Regions from separate parts of the Drosophila melanogaster genome. Here region 1 is linked to region 2. A link is a contact called in public HiChIP or PLAC-seq data. All regions are on one chromosome and are shown on one strand. The core of a region is the stretch at or near the end of the contact, and the rest is flanking DNA. Distances in the headings are between cores, read along the strand shown.

Region 1 (5,289 bases), core at 593-3,092, 140 kb before region 2:
TTTTTTTGTGCACGGTCCGCTCAGGTACAAGGCCACGTTAGTTCAAGGTGCGTCCTCTTTGTGCTCGTCCAAAGTCCGCATTGTTACCGTTCGACCTTGGGCCTTGGCCGTCCAGAGCTCGAGTCAAAGGTCCAGCGCAATACCGTTAGTTCACGGTCTCTCCACTTTGTCGGGGTCCAAGGTCCATTATTTTCCGTTCGACCTGGCCGCCTGACAACTCTCACATTCCAGCCGTCTTCGCTGTTGCTAAGCAGCTTTCCTAAGTTGTATTTTTTGAGAGTTTTAAGACTCCTCACAGTATTCAGCTCGCGACGTATGAAATCCGCATGTCGTGCCCTAAAATTTAGCAACAAGTTGTATATTTATATTTATTATATAAATATTCATTTTTAACTATGTATGTATGTTTGTATAGTTTTTATGAAATACATTTTTTAAAATGTATATATATTTTTTAAATTTATTTTTTAAATTACAAAAGTTTTATCCACAATTTTAGATAAAATTCATTTGATTTATTAGTTGAAATAATAAACATAATTTTAATTCTGTTATGTTGCTCACAGTCTCATGTTGAAGTATGTCTCCAGTACCATTTTACAAATATTAATTATAAACAATAAAATATATTTATGTGAACGGTTGATAATAATTTAAATAACATTAAGAATAAAAACAATAATGGTCAAGGCATTAATTTTTAAATCATTTTTAAATATGTAACTTCGCTTCTTAGATCAATATTAATTTCGGTTCGAAAATCGTCTTCTACGCTCTCAATTTCACGCGAGGCGGAGTAAGAGCAATTTTGGCCGTCACAAACCTCTTGATATTCGAATGTCTTTGCTTAGACATCGGTAGTCCCCGTGCCGCATGTAATTGGCAATTCTGTATGATCTTGATCAACACTAATCTACAAATCTCTTTAAATGACACAATGAAAATGCTAAGATATGCAAAACTTACGAAAAGCACATTCCCCGCAGGAATCTTCCTTTACTTTCTCAGTCGATTTATTATGTCTTGGCAATCGAGTAACTACAGTTCAATCCACTATACATTAACTGTTGCACAATTTATCGCTACAAAAACCATTACAAAATCAAATGGTTCGGCTAAACAGACGACGCTCTTACTGGCTCTCTCAAGCATTATTTATCATAAAATTTTGAATTGTGAAAAATTGATGCTTGTTTTGCTTTTATTAGTTTTAAGAAGTTTAACTTGTGTTAACTATGGGAAATCTTTATACAAAGTTATTCGATTTAAGCCCCGCCCACACTCTCATGAATAGAAGTAGTAACATTTTCCTTGTTTCGTAGCGTTTAAAGGGGTTTGTTTCCTATATATTCGATGATAGTAGTATCTTATCGTGCATAGGTAATTAAATACCTTCTTTCAAGGTATTTATTTTGAAAGCAACGAAAACATTATGAAGTACGACTTGTTTTTAACAACTGTAAGCTCTTCTTAATTTTTTTCTTCAATATCGATAATATTTAGCGTGTAAGTCGTAAGCTCTACTAACTATGACTATGCCATAGATGCAAGGCAATCGTTGTGCAATAGTTTTTATTTTAGTAAAACAGTGAAATTAAAAACAGTTCGATGACCCATGTAGTTGACTTAAGTTTCAACATAAAATAGACGCATGCGTTTTTTTGTGTTAGAAAAATTTTAAAATAAATTTAAATAAATAAATAGATTTGTAAACTTTTTTCTATTGTAGCTTATCTGTTCTTGCCCGATAGGGCATCCTTTCTTGCAGTGATATGGCTCTGTGTGAATCGGACATTAAGTCGAACAGTTGATAGTCATTAAATCTATCGGGCCTTGAAAATAAATAAAAACATTGTTGAAGCTCGTTGTCATCAATATCTTAAGGTGGTGCTAGTATTGATATATTTGTTAATGGATTTGTATGACGGCATTGATACGAGGGCTCGATCTAGCCAGATTGATGGATGGTCTTCGGGAATAAAAATGTTACAGACCCAGCTGGCAGTAAAAATGGCTGTCAAAAAACCAGTGAGTATACAATCTGCCGATATAGATCATACAATTATTAATACACCCTATGTAGCTTATGACGCCAGTGGTTAATCTAAGGTCCAAACGCCTTGCAGATCCAGAAGTTACATGTTTTGCTCCAATTACTACAGTTGTATCCAAACCATTAATAAGTGGTAAAGCCCTTCCATCCATACTGGAAAGGATAAACAGGGGGGACTGGGACGTTGCCGATGAATACGATCCTCAAAGGCCAAATGAATATGAAAAACTTAAAGAGAAAAGTAATGGCAGTGACAAAAATCGAGCAGGCGTAAGTGATCGAGAAGACCGAGATGACAAAGAAAAAGATCGTAAACGTGGACGCGTCGGTCGTCGAGAATTTTATAGAGACGAAGTCTCAGCCCCTAACCTGAAGCTCAGCGGGTTTGGCCACCGGCAAAACGATGATGACATGTACTTGCCATCTCCGGGCCTTGTAGCTAAACAGGGAGGTGCCACAATCGCTCCCCCTCCTTCCCTCCAAGAAATGTCCATTGATAGTGGTTGTGAAGCCACTAATACTATGCCATATTCTGCCAGCTCGGTGGCCGCCAAAATTATGGCAAAATATGGGTTTAAGGATGGTCAAGGTCTCGGAAAATCGGAGCAGGGCATGGCCATAGCTCTTCAAGTAGAGAAAACCTCCAAACGTGGTGGACGGATCATACACGAAAAAGACGTTTTTCTGCCACCCCTAGCATTGTCGCCACCTTCTATTGGCTCCCAAATAGGAACAAGTCCCAGCCACAAGGCCATGCCTCCTCCCCAGATGGTAGACACGGCGGCTGAGAGTGGTGACATCGGATACAGCATTACGGAGATTATGAAATCACCAAGCAAGGTTGTTCTTCTACGCAACATGGTAGGACCCGGGGACGTTGACGAAGAATTGGAACCCGAGGTAAAAGACGAATGCAACACCAAGTACGGGGAAGTGAACAGTGTAATCATTCACGAATCGTTCGGAACTGTGCCAGAAGATGCAGTTAAAATATTCGTAGAGTTTAGGCGGATCGAAAGTGCAATTAAAGGTTTTTATACATATGTGAATACTTTGTTTGGTAAATAGTTAGCTTTTATTTTTCTTTGCAGCTGTAGTGGACCTTAATGGACGTTTTTTTGGAGGACGTCAAGTGCGAGCGGGGTTTTACAACTATGATAAGTTTAAATGTTTCCAATTACATTAGAACTAATACAACTAAGATTGCATTTATTTTTTTCTAAGTTATTGATAGCCTAAAAAATGTTTACCGCACAGAACTAGTCTTGTAAATTTCTATTAAAAACTACTTTCTATCAAACAAAAACATTTTGACCATATTTATGTATATTTTTATTGTTGGGGTCGCTTACACAGTTTAGGTAACAAAGTGGAATACCCCTGGCTTTAGACCTTATGCTATGTTGGTTGGACCAAAGACACTAGAATAACAAGATGCGTAACGCCATACGATTTTTTTGAAAACGATTTTTTCGGAGCTGTTTTTTTACAGCAAACAGCTCATACAGTGACAGCCGGCAACTGTATGTGTGCACACGTATGCTCATGCATTGTTAATTTGACAAAAAATGCCCTTCACTTTACAAGTTTCTAGACTTTAAATATTTATTATTTTTTATCAATTGTCTCCATTTACAAAATTCCTGTTTTGCATAGCCTTAACGTTGTTATTATTTAGCTTAGAAATAGTAATAGCCGAATCAATGCACAGTGCCGCTCAACTGAATAGGTTGACTATTTTTAAATCCGAAACAAATTTGTATGTATGAATAGCTCAGTTATTAATAGCTGTTAAATAGCAAAGTTTCTGATCTCTTAAATTTGTTTTTATATCATTTTTTTTTTCAAAAACAACAAAAAATCTTCAATTTTTTGGCTTAACTGAATAGGTTTTACGCTTTTGACTTTACTTTTTGTTTGACCGCGTGATTGTAAAAAGTTAAATTCTTTTGTATTCTAAAATATAAATTATCTTTTTTAATCTTTTTCTCAAATGGTCCGCGGAAAACCTTTATCCGATTTTGAAAAAGGTCAAATCAAAGGCTATATTGAATCTGGTTTAAAACACTGTGTAATAGCCAAGAAAATCGGTCGAAGTCAAAACGTTGTGAGTAATTTTCTTCGTAATGAAGCCGACTATGGAATTGGATTATTTTAATTGTGTTTATTAGTGAAAAGTAAGTGGGTATGTGGGATACGATTAATAATTGGTTATAAGCAATAATGTCATCAGGTACCAGATGGCTGTGAAATTGAAAGTAGATTATTTTTCTTTTGTTTTGTAGTAGTGCGTAACTCTATTTCTATTAGTGATTTTGTAATGGTCAGGGTCAGTCTGTTCTAGATTTTAGGCTAGTTTAAATGGATTTTCTAATTTGCCTTTCTGTAGTGGGCTTTTTGTGTTGGGCAGTATCTCGTGTCGACTTCGTATACCATTCTGTCACTGTTGAGAAATATGTGTACAGGGTATCCAGTGGTCCAGTGGTATCGTGTTTGGTCTTGTGATTGTATATCTTAAGTATTGTTTTTATTTTGCTTAAAGTCTTAATCGCCCATACAGTTGCCAAGTTATTTCTCAATTGCGCTGTAATTGACCTCGTGTTCATTGTGAGAGTACTCTTGTGGAGAGTCTGTGGTTAAAATAAATTTCTTTGTAAAGTATTTTAATTTTTTAAATGCTGAGGCATATTGTGGGTTGGTAGTATCAATTTTGATCTTTTTTAAACACTTAGTCATGGGTTAGGCTTATGTCTGCAAAGTTTGGAATGAATTTACGGTTGGTTTAGTGGGAATTGTGTATTTCTGAATGGCTTTAATCTTTTAAGGGTCTGGTTTTATTCCGTCTGTATTTGGAACATGTCCCAAAAATGTGGTTGCATGCTTGAGAAACTCACACTTGTCAAGCTGTAATTTAAGGTTTAATTTAAGCCTTTCCTAGTTTTTCAAAAACTATTCTGAGCGGTTGTCAGTGTTTATTTAGGAGCGGTCGTAAAATGTCATTCATGCACCGTTGAAAGGTGGCTGGTGCGTTTTTTAATCCGAATTGCATGCGCAAGTATTCATAATGACCGTGGTTGGTGGAAAAGGCTGTCTTTGAAACTGATTCTGGGTCCATCTCGATCTGGTGAAAACCCTTTGCCAGGTCTATAGATGTGAAATAATTACACCTGCCTAGCTTTCCTAAAATTTTTGTTTGCCTGACGCATCTTGTTTCTTTGGAACCACCCAGATGGGAC
Region 2 (5,366 bases), core at 362-2,861:
GTTGAATTCTTGAGGCACGACGTGCGGTTATAAGCACCTAATAACCAATGTCTACTCTAATTTTTAACACGTCGCAAGCTGAATACTTGAATGATAAATATTCTAATATAGTCATACTTGAAATTTATTTTGTTATTTATTATTTCTAAGTGTTATTCAAATAATAATATCATTGCCTTAAGCAATGCAAAACATGAATATTTTATATGGTACCAATTAATCATATATAATATAGATTTAAAGTCTAAGAACTTGTAAAGTGAAGGGCACATTTTGTCAAATTTACAATGAATAAGCATACGTGTGCATACAAGCTGTCTCTGTATACGTAGAAAAGAGCTGATGGCAGTAGAGCTCTCCACTCTCACGCTCTTGAACAAAAACTAGTAATAATAAAACTCAATAATAATAGCGTTACGCATCTTGTTATTCTAATGTCTTTGGTTACGGTAAATCACTGTTGATTTTTTAATAAACTTTACATACTTGGATCCACAATGTAGACAGGCAGATTGCCAGTTGAAGCTTCGATTGAATTTCTCTTTCGAATTACGCAAACTCGAATAGTGTCTACCCAGCCAATTAATAATGTATGCTTGTTGGACCAACGAAGGTGGCATCGAAAATTTTCTAATCGCTCCTGAGGAGGAACCTCCCACTTTATTAATCCAAGTGAGCATCTTTCGTTTAAATCGTAGACTCGAACTCCTATGTGACTTGCCCAGGCAATAAAGTTGCCATGCCAGCAGATTGACAAAACACTGCCTTCGACTGAGCACAGTTCAACTGGTTTAAGCTTCTTTAGCAAGTTTCGCTCGTACAAGATAAGTTTGTCGTCGCCTGCAAAAGAATAATAAAAAGAATAATTGCTCTCGATAAATTAACAGAAAATATTCATATTACTCACCCACTACAAATCTTTTAATGTGAGCTTTGGAATCGGGCTCCAGTGATACGACCTTTATAAATTTGCCAAAGCTGAGACTGTGATTGTTATCAGAGCTAAACAATCCCGTTATGTTAACCTAGGCAAAGAGAATTAAGTTTTATATTGCTATCAAGCTCAGATACTCACTTTTCCGTCGTCGGAGCATGTGGCCACATACTCGCCCTTATGATCTACATCTATATTGTTTACTGCCACTTGGTGAGTGTGACGTTCGCTAGCGCTAAGATTTGAGTAGACTGAGTTTCCTTGATGGTCAAATATACAAACACGTCCTCGGAAAGTTCCAAATATAAGAAACTAAATATGTACGTTTTTTAAAATACTTATATAATATGTGGTTGGCTCACACCTTTAAGTGTACAGCGCTACAAGTGATGACATCAGCGTTGAGCATGTATTTTAAATCATTTGCGAGACGGTGATACTTAAATTTGGGCTCCACATCTTCCTCATTTATGCTATCGGCCCAAGAGTCCTGGAATGAACAAAAGTTTAATAACATGCGTTTAGCAAAGCATCCACAAATCATACACAACTGATGAGCGGCAACGCTTTAGCCATTTAAAGCAAACGGAAATTTCTGATTTTCAAACAACGAAAATACACAAGCTGATGTATTATTTTATTATTTACATTTACTAATAGCGCCATAGACAATAATAATTACTATAAAACGGTCTTATTATTCGATGTTATAGCTGTGTCCCACTAATATATATACAGTTTGTCAAGAAACTGTTTACAAGCTGAGAAATAAGTTGAATTTTTGACTTTAAAGGTAAAAAATTAAGGGTTCTGTGCTTAAATAAACGAAATTTTTTTATTCAATATAATAACAAACCTCCCAAAACTGCCACGCCCAAACCTATTGAAAATTTTATGACATTTTTTCATATATTTTTAGTATTGTAAATTTCTATCGATTTGTCGAAAATCTTGTGTCACTTCCACACTTTTGAACAATTTCTAATTTTGTTTTAAGTTTTCGTATTTTTTCCAACTTTCTACCGATATTAAAAAAAATATTGAAAAATTTAAATAAAGGTATGTTATATATTAATGTTTATAATAAAGTAAGTAATTTGGTCTACTTTCAGCTTTCATCAAAAGTTTTAGATAGGCAGCAATGCCGTTATCGACAATTTGCTTACACTTAAATACTTAAATAAATTCTTTATAGTGTATTTTGTGGGTACACATTTTTTATAAGCATACTTGTCAACAGATATCGAGCTGAAGGCTTGCAAAGACATCAATTGATTCAGAAATTCTAAGTCCTCTTCATGTTTAGCTAATAAGCACGGACGAAGATTTATTAACGGTTCCTCACTAATATGGTTCCAGAGGCTAGGAGCAAAACATCCTTACCAAGATCCTGTGCAAGAAGAGCAGCACACGTTCCAGGCAATGCAGGTGGTTCTTCGGCATAATGCGAGTAAGAGGCAAGCTTCAGTCTGTGATCTTTTATGTTTTGAAGGCGAGACTGAGTTTTCCTGATGAAGCAGGGTGTGGTGCTTAGATCCGCACACACGGCAATTGCTGGAGTTGCACTGCCTTACTTGATGCCCAGTCTTAAACAAAGAGCATGTCTATTTGCTTCTTCCAATCGACATGATGGGTTCAGGTTCTTAAAGCTTTGGCAGTAATAAATTGTTGAGAACGATAAAACTCTGGGTCCGCGAGCCTAAGGTTTTGGGGTATGTTCCAGTTGCTAATGTCAATATTCAAGGACGGCTGACTTTTAATTATATCGGATGCAATACCAGCAGTGATGTTGGTCGAGTATTATAGACGTTTAAGATCGTATTGGAATGTTTACTGACAAACCATCTGTCTGAAAAATCGCCTATTACGGTAAAACAAGCTGCCGATTTTGACTTCCTGAGTTGAAGCTTATTTGCGAATTGAGTTGTTTTAATGTGCAGTTGAGCAGAGCACGTCAAGGAGCTAAGAGGCTAAGGAGCTGCAGAGGATTCAGTGCAGAGGATGCGAGTGAGAAGTAAGCGTTTCTCAGGTGATCTTTTATGACGGGAAGGCGAGGCCAAGTTTTCTAGGTGAAGCAGGCTGTGGTGCATAGATGCGCGCGGCAAATGCCGGAGTTGCACTCCCTCAGTTGATGCCCAGACTTGAGGCAATTCAAATAAAGAGCCAGTTCCTTCGCTTCTTAAACCCGACTTTCTGGGTTCAGGTTCGTAAACCTCTGGCAGTAATAAATTGAACTGGGCACCAGAAGCACTGCAGAAGACACATTTCGCAGGGCTGAGGCTTGAGTCAAGAAGGGTAAACTTACGCAAACCAGATATTCTGTTACATTCCAAATGATTGTCTAGTGCTTAACTTGCCATGGCGAACACCATGTTCTCCAGCGTCCTGCATCGCTGCACCACAAACGATGTCATGGATTCCCACGTCGTAATTGCATTTTTGAACAATGGGTCTTCCAAATGCTCCACCCATTTCGCATGAATCTCCGCACCCAGCTTTTGGATAAGTACATGGGCGCACTTCCAGCAATTTGTTCCGTTGACCCCATTCCATTTAGCGCACGGATATGAGCGCTAAAATTATCCGACAGTTCATAAATCATCGAAAGAGAATCAACCATAATCTCAGTAATGTGTGCCTGGAATACTAAACGACGATTAGCAAATCTGTTTTGTAACAAATCCAATGCTATAGCATAGTTGCAATCCGATATGCGGTAATGTATCCAGAATTTTTAGCAGCCATGGCAACAGCAACAACAACGAAACGGCGGAAACAGCGACACGAAATTCAGTTCAAGCGGGAAGATGAGCGCAAAGAAGAATTAGCGGCAGCTTCCGTTATTTGGTTATGTACTTGCACTTACGTATTGCAACGGAGCTATTTTCAATGTTCCCTGCCTTTAATTTGTCTGATTATTGCAGACAGAAATTGTTGCTCAACATCGCACTCAGCAATAATAGCGAATTAATTTATGTCTTAAAGCTTTAAATAGCTTTGGAAGACTTGCACTATTTATAGTATATGCGCAAATCACGTCACGAGAAAGAGCTCGCGAGAGAGGAGTTTAGATAAGGAAGATAATGGCACAGCTGAGGTGCCGCTAAATTGTGTCGCAAAAGTCGGCATCAAATATAAAAAAAAAACATATTAGAAATTGCTGACCCAACATACTCCCCCCGTTGGAAGAGTGGCTTTCAATAGAATCCTAAGAAGGAGGAGACACAGCTTATTCAAATACGTGAGTAATAAAAATAAAAAAGCCCATTTTGCGTGCTTCGTAGGCGTCAGAGTGGTCGTGACAACAATAATGAACAAAACGGTCTATGTCTCTGGAAACTGCATGCTTAATCTCAACTTTCTAGCTTCTATAGTTGCTGAGAGATCATACGGACGGACGGACAGACGGACATGACCTGATCGACTCGGCCATTGATCCTGATCAAGAATATATATTTTTTATATGGTCGGAGGGGCACAAGGAAAATGCAGTTCGACAATAAACGAGTGTCAGATAACCAGTCCATCGTAAAAAATTACTCATTGTTTCAAGCCAAAAGATCATCCTATGGAAAGACTTTCCTTTTAATAAGAAAGTTGCAGATGGGTTGCAAAGAGTCTAAGGCCTCTAACAATACGGCCAATGTGATCAACACCGTGGAAGTAAAGAACGAGATCCTAGGCGTGCAACATACCATTAGTTTCATCGCAGTAATGTAATGTAATGGTATTAAAATTAGCGAAGACCAACAAGGGGTCAGTGCGGCGGCGTCTTACCACCATACATTGAAAAGGATTCTGTCCAGTATCACACAGTCCTAATGATCTATACCGTGGAAGGCGAAGCTCGCTTAACTTAAATGAGTAGTGCAGTGACAATAAAAACAGTACATTAATGTCGCATTGAAGCAAACAAAAATAGTCAACCGATGCAAATGCCAGAAAAAACAAAATGACAACAATTACTTCGCATAAGTAGTAGCCTTAAGTAGTTTGAGAATCAGAATGCGGTCGGATCGTGCCGTGGGGAAATATACACAAGTGGGCAAGTTATCCAACCGTAAATATAGCACTCTGCCCCAGTTAATATAATAATTTCAAACTCCAATCTCAGCAGCGTTGCCTTTGCTCTTGTTTTTGTCGCCACCCGATAAATAACCAAACTTAAAGTAAACACAATCTCCACTTGGAGACCAGTCAGCAAATTTCAATTTCACAATGCTGGGAAATAGCTTCAGCATAAAGCTTTTATTCTAAACATAACTGCAAGTTCAAAAAGTTCGAATCAAAAGCTTCTGGCCGAGGTTGATTGGATCAGGATTACGAAGTAGAAGATCAGTCTTAATCGGTACGAGATCGCGAACAGCTTCAAACAAAAGATAAGCTAGTGATAAAGTGTTTTGTAATAGTATAAGTGAAAAAGTCTATCATA

The links. HiChIP or PLAC-seq counts read pairs in DNA pulled down with a chosen protein or histone mark.
Region 1: a contact with region 2 is called in a POLR2A S2P HiChIP or PLAC-seq map of the Kc167 cell line, with 2.1 times the contacts expected there. The contact joins the promoter of Spf45 here to the promoter of lt in region 2. A contact is called at or near these places in 2 of 107 Hi-C or Micro-C datasets (both in the S2 cell line) and 1 of 6 datasets of contacts at active chromatin or transcription factors (the Kc167 cell line).

Annotation. Positions count from the first base shown.
Region 1 is chr2L:23,064,939-23,070,227 of dm6, reverse strand. It overlaps Spf45 (Spf45,), which reads left to right and starts at 1,842. Exons shown (of 3, transcript NM_001042961.3): 1 at 1,842-2,028; 2 at 2,084-3,083; 3 at 3,145-3,354. The coding sequence starts at 1,912. The coding sequence ends at 3,239. It overlaps lncRNA:CR43242 (long non-coding RNA:CR43242), which reads right to left and starts at 1,223. Exons shown (of 2, transcript NR_048041.1): 1 at 967-1,223; 2 at 1-336.
Region 2 is chr2L:22,921,040-22,926,405 of dm6, reverse strand. It overlaps lt (light), which reads right to left and starts at 1,611. Exons shown (of 12, transcript NM_001042950.3): 1 at 1,481-1,611; 2 at 1,299-1,424; 3 at 1,076-1,246; 4 at 908-1,025; 5 at 487-840. The coding sequence starts at 1,510.